3 separate regions of the Zea mays genome follow, and all the other regions are linked to region 2. The links are chromatin contacts, called in public Hi-C maps. All regions are on one chromosome and are shown on one strand. The core of a region is the stretch at or near the end of the contact, and the rest is flanking DNA. Distances in the headings are between cores, read along the strand shown. Region 1 holds the start of LOC100383344. Region 2 holds the start of LOC103638693. Region 3 holds the start of LOC103638699 (putative F-box/LRR-repeat protein 22).

The links. A called contact is a pair of places that touch in the nucleus more often than the background predicts.
Region 1: a contact with region 2 is called in a Hi-C map of tassel, with 2.2 times the contacts expected there. The contact joins the promoter of LOC100383344 here to the promoter of LOC103638693 in region 2. A contact is called at or near these places in 4 of 25 Hi-C or Micro-C datasets (bundle sheath, ear, leaf and 1 more).
Region 3: a Hi-C map of ear shows a contact between it and region 2, with 4 times the contacts expected there. The contact joins the promoter of LOC103638699 here to the promoter of LOC103638693 in region 2. A contact is called at or near these places in 2 of 25 Hi-C or Micro-C datasets (ear and tassel).

Annotation. Positions count from the first base shown.
Region 1 is chr9:96,166,713-96,170,312 of Zm-B73-REFERENCE-NAM-5.0, forward strand. It overlaps LOC100383344, which reads left to right and starts at 1,405. Exons shown (of 2, transcript NM_001176000.1): 1 at 1,405-2,241; 2 at 2,338-2,833. The coding sequence starts at 1,481. The coding sequence ends at 2,470. LOC100192097 reads right to left here. Exons shown (of 9, transcript NM_001137520.1): 9 at 2,924-3,531. The coding sequence ends at 3,190.
Region 2 is chr9:95,698,243-95,701,988 of Zm-B73-REFERENCE-NAM-5.0, forward strand. It overlaps LOC103638693, which reads right to left and starts at 1,557. Exons shown (of 4, transcript XM_008661534.3): 1 at 1,362-1,557; 2 at 1,216-1,289; 3 at 671-1,096; 4 at 1-597. The coding sequence starts at 1,082.
Region 3 is chr9:95,986,915-95,990,310 of Zm-B73-REFERENCE-NAM-5.0, forward strand. It overlaps LOC103638699 (putative F-box/LRR-repeat protein 22), which reads right to left and starts at 2,145. Exons shown (of 2, transcript XM_020544168.1): 1 at 1,676-2,145; 2 at 1-437. The coding sequence starts at 2,109. The coding sequence ends at 431.

The DNA of each region.
Region 1 (3,600 bases), core at 155-2,654, 470 kb after region 2:
CTGCATAAACAATTATAGTAAATTCAAATAGTCTTTTACGGTTTCTAATAAAACGAGACCCATTAATTAAAAGATAAAAATAATAATATATAGAATTAATTGAAACCAAATTCTTAGAGAAGGAACTTCTAGAATCAAGGATCTATAATAAAGTAAAATTAAGTGTAGAAATCAATGGCTATATTGCAATAGAATAAAAAAAACCTTTTGTTTCGATTTTCTTTCTTATAACAAACACACGGTACTAGCTTAACTACTCAAAGTTAATTTGAGGAAAAACATATAAAGGACTACAAATATATATTATTATATTTATTATTGAATATATATTTATGATATAACTATGTTGAGTCATAAATATTAACAATACATTTTCACAAGTTTAGTAGAACTACATGTTCTAATGATTTAGGGCCACTTGGTAGGGTTTTTTTGGAGCAGATTTGTTCACGAAGTTTTTTTTAAAGTTGCCATGATTTTATTCTTTTTTTCGGCGTATGGGATCCAAGGTGACAGTGAGATACAAAGAGATGTAGAGTTATATCAAATAATTTAGCGAGTCTTAGATCTATGGCAGAGCTGCTTCACGGTGCATCTAGATAAATATAGGATCCAGGTTCACTTCTTCTACCCGTGGAGCTCTATCAAACAAGCATTCAATATAGCTCTCACAGATTCAGATCATGAGTATGTATGTTCATTTATATTTGGAAGTGAGAGTTAAAGAAAAAATTGCTCCTCGCTCCTCTCTATCCAAAGGCAACATATTCAGTGTTCACGTGCATATTTTAAATCTAAGACATTTATCTCACATTGTGTATATGACATCCTGCCATTTGAACATAAATAGGTTCCCCTGTTCAAAACCCTCTAGCAACCTATCATCCCAAACGAAGATCTTGAGCCTACCTATCTTTTGAATTTGTTCTCCTCTAAAACCACACCGTTTTCACACACAACTTGACCCATCTAACCACGGCGCGAGCTCCACACAGCTCTGTCCCTCAGCCGCCGTAGACCGACGCCCTGGTTGCTGTCCGCTCATGGCAGCCAAGCATGTAAAACCTTGCGGCGGCCAATCATTGGTAGCCAAGGGCAAATCAGTACCCGTCCGGCAGTCCAACCGCCGTCGCGCTCACCCACCCGCTGCCCCGCGTTCCGTCGCGTAGCCCGCAGCTCGTTTCGTCCGTCCGCTCTCGGGCCCGCCCCTCCACCAACGGGCCCCACCTCCCAAAGCGACAGCCACTGCGGCAGCCGGCGGGCCAACACGGGACCCACGGCGCGTATCGCTGCGGCCACTCAGCGGACGCCACGCCGGACGCCATCACGTGCGCGCGCCGCGCGGGCTTATAAATATTCGCGGCCCCGTGGGATGTCAGTGACTCAGTGGCACGGGCGCGGACACTGCCGCTCGCGATATTTGCGAGAGAGAGAGAGAGAGGGCCCGAGAGCCGAGGACGAGTGAAGTCTGGCTGGCGTGATGCTGCTTCGGAGCGCGTCCTCGCCGCTGCTCAACTGCGGGCGCGCGCCGGCTGCGGCGGCGTCGGTCGAGCACCTCGCGGTGGTTTCGCCGTTGTTGTCACCGGCAGTGGCGGCGCCTAGGCATGGGCCGGTGCTGTGCCGCGCCATGTCCGAGGGGGACCTCGCCGCGCCGCTCGTGCCCAAGAAGGACGATGGACACGGGAGGGCGCCGAGGCTGTCCCTGTCCGCGTCCTTGTCCTCGTCCGCCTCCATCTTCGTCGAGGAGGAGGACGGCGAGGGCGAGGAGGAGGAGGACCTGGTCGCGGTCGCGGGGGCCGGCGTGGACGTGCCGCTGCCGCTGCGTCGGCTGCTGACGAACACGGGGCTGGACGTGTCCGCCGCCGCGGCGCTGGCGTTCGTGGAGCAGGGCGTCGGGGGCAGCGGCGGGGGCGGGAAGGCGTGCGGCAGCAGCGGCGGCAAGGGTGGGATCGGGGACGGCGACGGTGGCAGCAACCGCGCCGCCACGGACGCCCACTACCGGCAGATGATCGAGGCGGACCCGGGCAACTCGCTGCTCCTGGTCAACTACGCCAGGTTCCTCAAGGAGGTGGCCGGGGACGCGGCAAGGGCGCAGGAGTACTGCGAGCGCGCCATCCTCGCCAGCCCCGGCGACGCCGAGGCGCTGTCGCTCTACGCGGGCCTCGTTTGGGAGACCAGCCGCGACGCTGGCCGCGCCGAGGACTACTACAGCCGCGCCGTCCAGGCCGCGCCCGACGACTGGTCAGTGACATCACCGTGATTCTTGTTACACGCCGATATACACATATACTGTCTATTCAGATCGCGCTGACAACAGTGATCTTGCTTCCGCTTCAGCTACGTCCTGGGCTCTTACGCCGGGTTCCTGTGGGACGCCGAGGAAGACGAGGAAGAGAACTCCGAGCCCTTGCCACCGCCTTCGCTGTTCCAGGGGGCAGCTCAGCGTCCTTCCATCACAGCGGCCTCTTAGATGATCGTGAACTCGATCTAGATCTCACCACCGCCTGTGAACGAAGCTGAATCTGGAACCCTGGAGAGTGGAGAGTGACTGGGTGATAACCGTGCAGAAACCCCCGACGAGTGACTCACATCGCCGGCAGGCTCCTCGCCGCTTGTGAACTGAATCACGGCACATGTAAAACTGAATCTGGCAGAGCACACACGCGCCTAAGCCTATTAGCGTCTATAGACTTTGCAGGGCTATGTATAGTAGATATGTAGATTGAGACCCTGCTGAACTTGTACGTGCAGTATGTTCCTAGTCACTTGTGTATCATTACTAGTAATGCAGTATCCCTCGTGAAATAAACGTCAAAACCCCTTCCTGCTGCTTCATCCGAGCAGAGCATCTTCCAAGAAGAGCAGATATCGAACTGCAAGAACTGATGCACTGAATCACAAAGCTTTGCAAAATCGTGTACATATCTTACTTGGACGGCAACTTAATTGACTGGTAGCCCTGGAGAATAATATGAAATTCTGCCTGTCTGCCAACTACAAATACCTGGTATGTCAACAGAAACTAAGATAAAGAATACACGGTGTCACTTGCCACTCTTCAAGCTCCTGGTGCTGAGACTAATTCTAATACATAATACCAGCCAGCAGTTTACTGCAGAAATAGCAAAATGTGATAAAGGAAGCTGGGGCACAACTCCCTCCTTTCATAGGAGTCGGCTTGATAGGTTCCTATGCAGTAAGTCCAGGTTCGTCAGGTGTAATTTGAGCGCGGATCGGCTCTCGATCAAGACCCTTCGTCGGCGACTTGTTTTCTAGCTCTTCTGCAGATGGAACAGATGGTGCAATGTCAACTTTGGTTGTTTGCTCTGAAGGCAGTTTAGGTAGAGATTTCCGTTGGGGCTTCTTCACTGCATTTGCAGCAGGTGCTTTCTTGACACCATTTTGGGAGACCCTTTCATCGAGACTCAGTCGACCTGAACGAGCTGGAGGATTTGGATTCCCTTCTGTCCCTCCTGAGGATGTGTTCTTGGAGCGACCAAGCTTTGGTGACCTAGCTCTTGTTGTAGGTATCTAAGATCAACAGAAAATAATATAACATCCTTCAGAAGTTAGAGAGCCATAACCTTTATACCTAGTGGG
Region 2 (3,746 bases), core at 307-2,806:
AAAGAGATACACAACATGCTACATAGTTTATTACAAAAGCGCAAACAACATAGCGAAGGATCTCTTTACGAACAGTGATACGAGACTTGAAAGGAAAGGATGGCCGTAGTGATTTGATAAATTTCATAAAATACTTGTGTTCGGCAACAATGAATGGATATTCATGCATGATGATGGCATAATATAGAAGTCTCACACTGGCTTTCTCATCATATTTATATGTCGCTATGTCATTCCCACTCTGACTTAGCTGTTGTTGACCCTTCACAAGACAATGTTTCAATTTTAAGTGGTTACTAAAAGCCTTTGTACCATTTGAAGCATCAGCCTTAGCTTTATGTGAACATCGAAGACATTTTGCCCACTTTTGCTTAACACTGGAACCATCAGGTTGCTCAACATCTATTTCATACCTTGTGAAATGTTGCCAGACCCATGAAGTGAGTCTTTTCCCAATCTGGCCATCTACTTGTTTTTCATCGTCGCCGACACTTGCTTGGGCACTTGCTGGTATGCTTGCACTTGCACTTGCCCTTACACTTGAACTTGCACTTGCGTTTGCACTAGCGGTAGCACTTGCAATTGCAGGTTGCACAACTACAACAAAAAACATTTTTTATTGCAAATTGAAACTTGCAGCCTATGAAAAGAAAATGCACAAAGTCATTACCTTCAGCTGATTTTTGCATTAAAACCATAAGTTCATTCTTGCTTGATGTGACCTTGAATGCAGATGCCATTAGCTTGCTGCTAGTAGGGGTACCGATTGGCTTCTTGGTTTTCATCTTGGAGATACTCATTGGCATTGGACCTTTATCCTTGTTCATAGCGGGAATTGTCACTGTTGGTACTAGTTTCCGTTGTTTCACAACACGATGGTCATTCACATACATGTACTTCTTCTTTCTCAGACCAACTTGCTGTTGGACGATGGCATTCTCACCACTAGCAATAGGGGCATCATCAGCATGGTCCTCTACTATCTGATCATTGTTACTGGCATTAGCATCACCCTCAAATGGATATTCCATTTCATCATCATTTAAACCATCCTCCATCTCAGTGATGTGATTTACATCCATGGTGCTGCCAATTCCTAAATAAAATAAGATATTCTCAGTGACATGAAAACTGATTTACATCCTCCATCTCAGTGACATGAACACCTGACTAAACAGAATAAGAGATGCTCGGACAGTGAATGTTGATGCTGACCTTTCTAGTGGCTGATTTGGGGAAGCTCTGAAGCTGATAGTCGCCACTCGCCGGAACAACTGGGACTACGAACACTGGAACAGGTGCAGTAAACCTGAGTGTCGGATGGAAACAGGCGAACTGCCATGAGCGGGGTGGAGACTCACCTGTAGAAGGGCCGAGCGGCGTACCGGCGCGGCGGCGTACTGGCGCTTCCCTGTGGCGACGACGGCTTTGGCAGAATGGCAGTCCAGTCGTCCGGGCCTCCGGCTGGCCGCTGGTGCCTGGCGGCTAGGGCTAGCTACGGCCGTGCGGGTGCGGCGTCTGCGTCTGTCTCCGTGAGTCCGTGGACCGTGGTCGCGTGGTGACTGGTGGACGTCTGGTCGTCCAAACAAATGGCCGGATGGACTGGGGCTGCCGACTGGGCCTGTTTGCACGTAGCATGTTCATGAAACAAGCATGGGCTTGACATTCCACGCACAGGCACTAGAAAATTGAAACGAGCATGCATGAGCCGAGAGCCCGAGACGTTCCACAACGAGCATGCATGAGCCGAGAGCCCGAGACGTTCCACGTACAGGCACAATGCATGCAGGAACTGAAGCGGGTACCCGCTAACCGGGTACCCGTATCCTACCCGTACTTCTCGGGTATTTGCCGGGTAGTGGTCATCATGTATCCTACCCGTATCCGACTGATGCATATCCGGGTAGTATCCGTATCCGACCCGTATACAAAATTACCCGTATCCGGTACCCGAAAAACAGGGTATTTTAAGTACCCGTATCCGGTACCCGCCGGGTAATCCTGTCCCGTTTTCACCCTAGTGACAGCAAGGCTGGCACTTGGTTTAGCTGAGTAGCAGCCAGCCACGCCTTGATTCAAGCTAGAAGGCGAGTTAGAGCGACTAACGTTTCTCCAATAATTCTCTAAATAGACTTGCTAAATTTAGTTATTTGCTATCCAACAACTTCTCAAACGTAGTTGGCATTGATTTCTTCGCACCGTATGCTCGTTCTTTCTTATGCAGCTATGTAGCTAGGTCGGACCGTAGCGAGACAGTCGGGTCCGACACGTGTGGCATAAATTTTTGGTCCACCGCTCCTCCACAGGTTGCGCCAACCGGTCTACTCCACCCTCGATGTCTTCTACCCTCAACCCCTCCATCTGCTAGGTCCGACGGGAGTAACCCTGCTCCTCGGCCCCACGACTATGCCACCAAGGCAGCTCTGGCGTCGCCAGACGACTAAGCATTCTCCTTCGCCGTTGAACTTCTTGACACTCGACCCTGCCGTCAAGCTAGCTATGCCGCCCTGCCAGGTCCGATGCGCAGGCTCAAGGTTCACCTCCTTCTACGTTATTGGATATAGTAGATAGATACAAGGCACTAACATGATTACTAGCTTCTAGGAGACATTGTATGTAATTGTTGCAGTCTATCGGCGCTCACGCCGCCGCTACAGAGAAGTAGGCTATCAGGGAGACAAAATCTTGATCGAACTCCAGAAAAAAGAAAATGAACCTACCAAAACTAGATTCAAAACTGAACTACTTCCCAAATATTAAAAACTTTTGGAGACCAAGTTATTTTTTACTCTCTATAGCTATTTTTTACTCTCTATAGCTATTTAGCGACTTGCTAAACCTGAGTTTAAGGACCTTTTTTAGAGATCTATTAGAGTTGTTCTTAGGGGCTATTTGACACAGCTCAGTTTCATAAAAACCAATTCAACTTTATTAACTTCAGAGTTGAGCAACTCTACTTCAAAGCTACAAGTTTAGGAAAGTGTTTGACTTGTAGACTAGCTTCTAGGAGTGAAAACGGGTCGGGTATACCCGTCGGGTACCAGATATGGATAGTGTAAATACCTGTTTTTCGGATATGGATTCGGGTATTTTTATATTCGAGACAGATACAGGTAATACCCGGATACTGCAACTTCGGATTCGGGTCAGATACAGAGCGAGTACTACCCGGTAAATACCCGAATATTCGAGTCGGATACGGGTACCCGGAATTCGGGTACCCGTTTTTCTTTTTCTGCATAAAATAGTTATAAAATCATAACTTTACATATGAAATCATATGAAGATAAAGTTTATATAAAAATTGTAGAGGTTGAAGAGATCTATAACTTTGTAGTACATCATTTTTTTGTTTAAACATATCTCTAGGCCAAAATCATTGAAATAATTTCCAAATTTATATCAAATTAATATACTTTATCATTTTTACGTGGGGGGCTTAAGCTTATCTCCATGTGGGAACTTACGGTTATCTTTTTATAGACTATTTATTAATATTGGTAACTTATTTGTAATTTTCGGTCGACGCTACAATATTTTATGGATTTAATTGTATTTTGATGATTTTCTACGATAAGAAATTAATAATATATAAATAGCCTAAAAAATCGTGAAACTTTACGGAGGCACGACATATGTCGATATATAACCATAAAAATGTTTGGATTATAAGATCTAGAAGATGTCCGCATTTCTTCTATTCCACTTTCACTTATTTGTATGAGTTACATGTGAAATCAATGTAA
Region 3 (3,396 bases), core at 895-3,394, 290 kb after region 2:
TTCATAATACACGCCCCAATAATACTCTTCTTCGTCCGACTCTTCTTCGTCCGAGTCCGAGATATCTGGAAGGGTCAGTTTCTTCACTTTCGCACATTTTGCACATAGCTCTGCATCCATTATACCATCAAAATAACCTGTAATGTAGAGATCTTCGAGTACAGGGGAGTGATCAAGTATGGCTGTCAATCCTTCAGCAGTTAGGTCACAGTCCAGCAATGCTAAGGAGCGTAGTTCAGACATTCTTGTGAATGTACCTATAATCTCGTTCATCATCCAGTCATCACCACAATAATATCCACCAGTGCGGAACCTGATTCTGAGTTTCCTGAGAAGGGGGCAAGCTTGAAACACATATTCCAAGAATGTTTCGGTGCTACAGAAATACAACGAGGGAGATACTTCAAGATCCTCGAGGAGAGGGAGTTTCTTAAGCACTGCAACAAGTTGGCTGCCATTAAAAGTTGAGAGATGGAGGCTTTTCAAACAGGGTGCTCTGTAATAAGCAACGCTATAAATTAGCAGCCTATATAGTCAACATAAGTATTAATAGTGCTTTCAGAATAAGCAGCTAGGCTAGAACATAACGGATATTATTTGTACGAGACCATAATATCATAACTCATAACTGTAAGGGGGTGTTTGGTAACACAGGTTTTCAAAACCAAAATATTTCAAATACCACGGTATACAAATGATATGACATAAGCTTAATTTACAATTACATGGTATTATAAAATACTGAGTATTGTTCCAATACTGTAGAAAACTGTGTTCCTAAACACACCATAAACCACTTTAAATGAAACAATCACTGCACACAAAAATTATCCAAAATATAATATATTCTACAAATTAGTAAGTTTAGCCGTTTCAACCTTATAATAGAACATTTATCAATTCTTAGAAGCACAACGATGACTAGTAGTACAAATTTCATACCACCTACTATAGTTCCGAAATTTTAAAAAAATTGATAAATCCAAGAGTTGGCTAAGAGCCTAAAAAGTACTGGGCGCATATTCGATGGGTCGCTTATGAAGTTTTTAAAATCTAGGTACTATTATCTAACCACATAAACTAGTTTTACATTTTATTTGTCTTCATTAAACCCCTATTCTACAGCTTATTCTTTTCGTATCCCTACCTTTAGGTCCTGTTTGAAAGTAACAGTTTTTACGAATCCAGTTTTTATCTTTAGTTTTTAGAAACTGATTTATGTGAAAAAAATGGTTTATGGTGTTTGAAACCACTTCAGTTTTAATAATTTGGTTTTAGCTAGGGAGAGGCGAGCTTCTATAAACTACGATAAATACTATTATGTTTGTAATAATATCAATTTTTATAAAACATGTTTCTTAAAAAGTAGTGCTTCCAAAGAATGCACTTAAACGCGCTCGCTTATATTTTCACACGCTGTTAGCCCCTATTTTCACAAGTGCGAAGATTAGATGTTAAGTAAGACAGGAAGTTATTGGAGACCAGTTTCTTCTGTAATTTTGCTAAAAAAATTCAGATCGGGAGTGAGTTTTCGAACTCTCGGAGATACCAAGAAGGATATTTTATACAATCGATTGAATACATTTGAAAAGCTAAGTGCTACTTTCAAGCTAATGATAATACTAAAAAATGGAAACAAACTCGGGAGATGGAGAGGCAAAGGACTAGACCATACCTTTTCACAAGATAGAGCAGCATCTCACTGTCGCAGAATTCCCAAAAGGCTTCGCACTGCCCCGCGCTACGATCTAGCGCGACACGCGCCATCGAGCGCCTGGCGGGGTAAAAAGCCGAAATCATGTCGATGCGGCGCCACAGCAGAGCCTCGCCGACGGCTACGCGTCGCCACGTCGTGCACACGAACTCCGCGCCCAGCATGATCTCGCGGGGCCCAAGCTTGAGGAAGACGGTTATCAGGATGTCCTGAGGCAGCGCCGTCCAGTCCCTCGGCTCACTGGGCGCTGGTGAATGCGAGGGAGGTTCTGCTCTGTGGCGACCACCGTGGCGGCGGGAGGAGGACGGCATAGCTACGGCCTGTGAAACATTAGCCATAGCCGTGAGCGGGTCTGTGGTGTCTGGTGTGGAGTATGATTTCGCTGCCGCCTGCATTTTATTGACGCTTGAGCTGCGATTGCGAGTGCGATGCACAGGTGCAGGTGCTGGTGCAGAAGACGAATGGTCGCCGAGGTGGAATTTAAGGCTGAGGTGACCGATGCGTCTATAATTTAAATTTCACTTAATTAATGCATAACAGTATGTTACGCGTTTCGATAACATTAACCTAACATTATTCCGGTCCAACTGCGAATGGCGTAACTGTTTTGTTCACAAGCTAGAATCGAGGAGGCGCAATATCCCCATGCCAACGCTGCCTCGTTCTTCTCGTTAGCGCCATCTAGCTGGAAGATTTGTCTCCTGAGAAAAATAGTTGACGCGGTGTATGCTCGCGACGACCTCGGCACTGCCTCGCGCGGGTGCGGAAAGCCTCGGCTACGGCGGGCCCCAGCCACGGTGTGCCCTGGCCAAGCGAGTGACCCCGGCCTCGGCCACGGATCGGCATAGGCGAGCGTGCACACGAGCGAGCGGGCAGGCGCGGCGTGGGCGGCCAGCCCTGGCCACGCGCGGGCGGCCGAGCCCCCGGCGTGGGCGAACGTGCTCCGGCCACGGCAGCCGCACCCCGGCGCAGGCAGATAGGAGCGACCGACCATGCTAGGCGGCGACACCCCCTAATCGTAGGAGCGATCGACCTGTTCCTTTTTGTGCCGTGGACCAAGTCGAACACCATGGGCCATTTTGGCCAGATTGGGCCACATGCTCCTTTTCATTTTTTTCTAATTTTATTTTCTGCATTTTCAGTCAGAATATCTCGATGTTAGTTCAAACTACTGTCTTAATCAGTGTTAGTGTGTCTAAATTTGAATATTTAGACTGCTGGCTGACGATATATGTTATTTCACATATTTTCGACTTATTTTTGTTCTTACATTCTTTTATGTTTGCATGGAAAACATAGCACATAATTAAGTTGAAACTTAATGGTCCTCATGCAAAATAAGGTTGCATTTTTGGGCAAAACATAGAGTGATGGAGTCCTAAGCACTAGCTGCGCTAAATTCTTTATAGAGTTTAGTAGCCCAGAGACCGTGCTTTAGGCCGCATTTGAAATGCTTATCACTAAAAGGTCTACATCTTTCGAGATGATTACCTATATGTGCTAACCCGAAAAAATCACGGACCATGCAGGCGTCGTGGGCTATGTGAGCCACATAGGATGTTGCGGTCACACTGACAACTCAAAAGTTCTTGAATATGGTGCATTTCTTCAACTTGGGATTGTTAAACACATGATGGAGATCTAGGCTTTGCCTCCAATAAGTTCTTGGAATTTATTTGCCC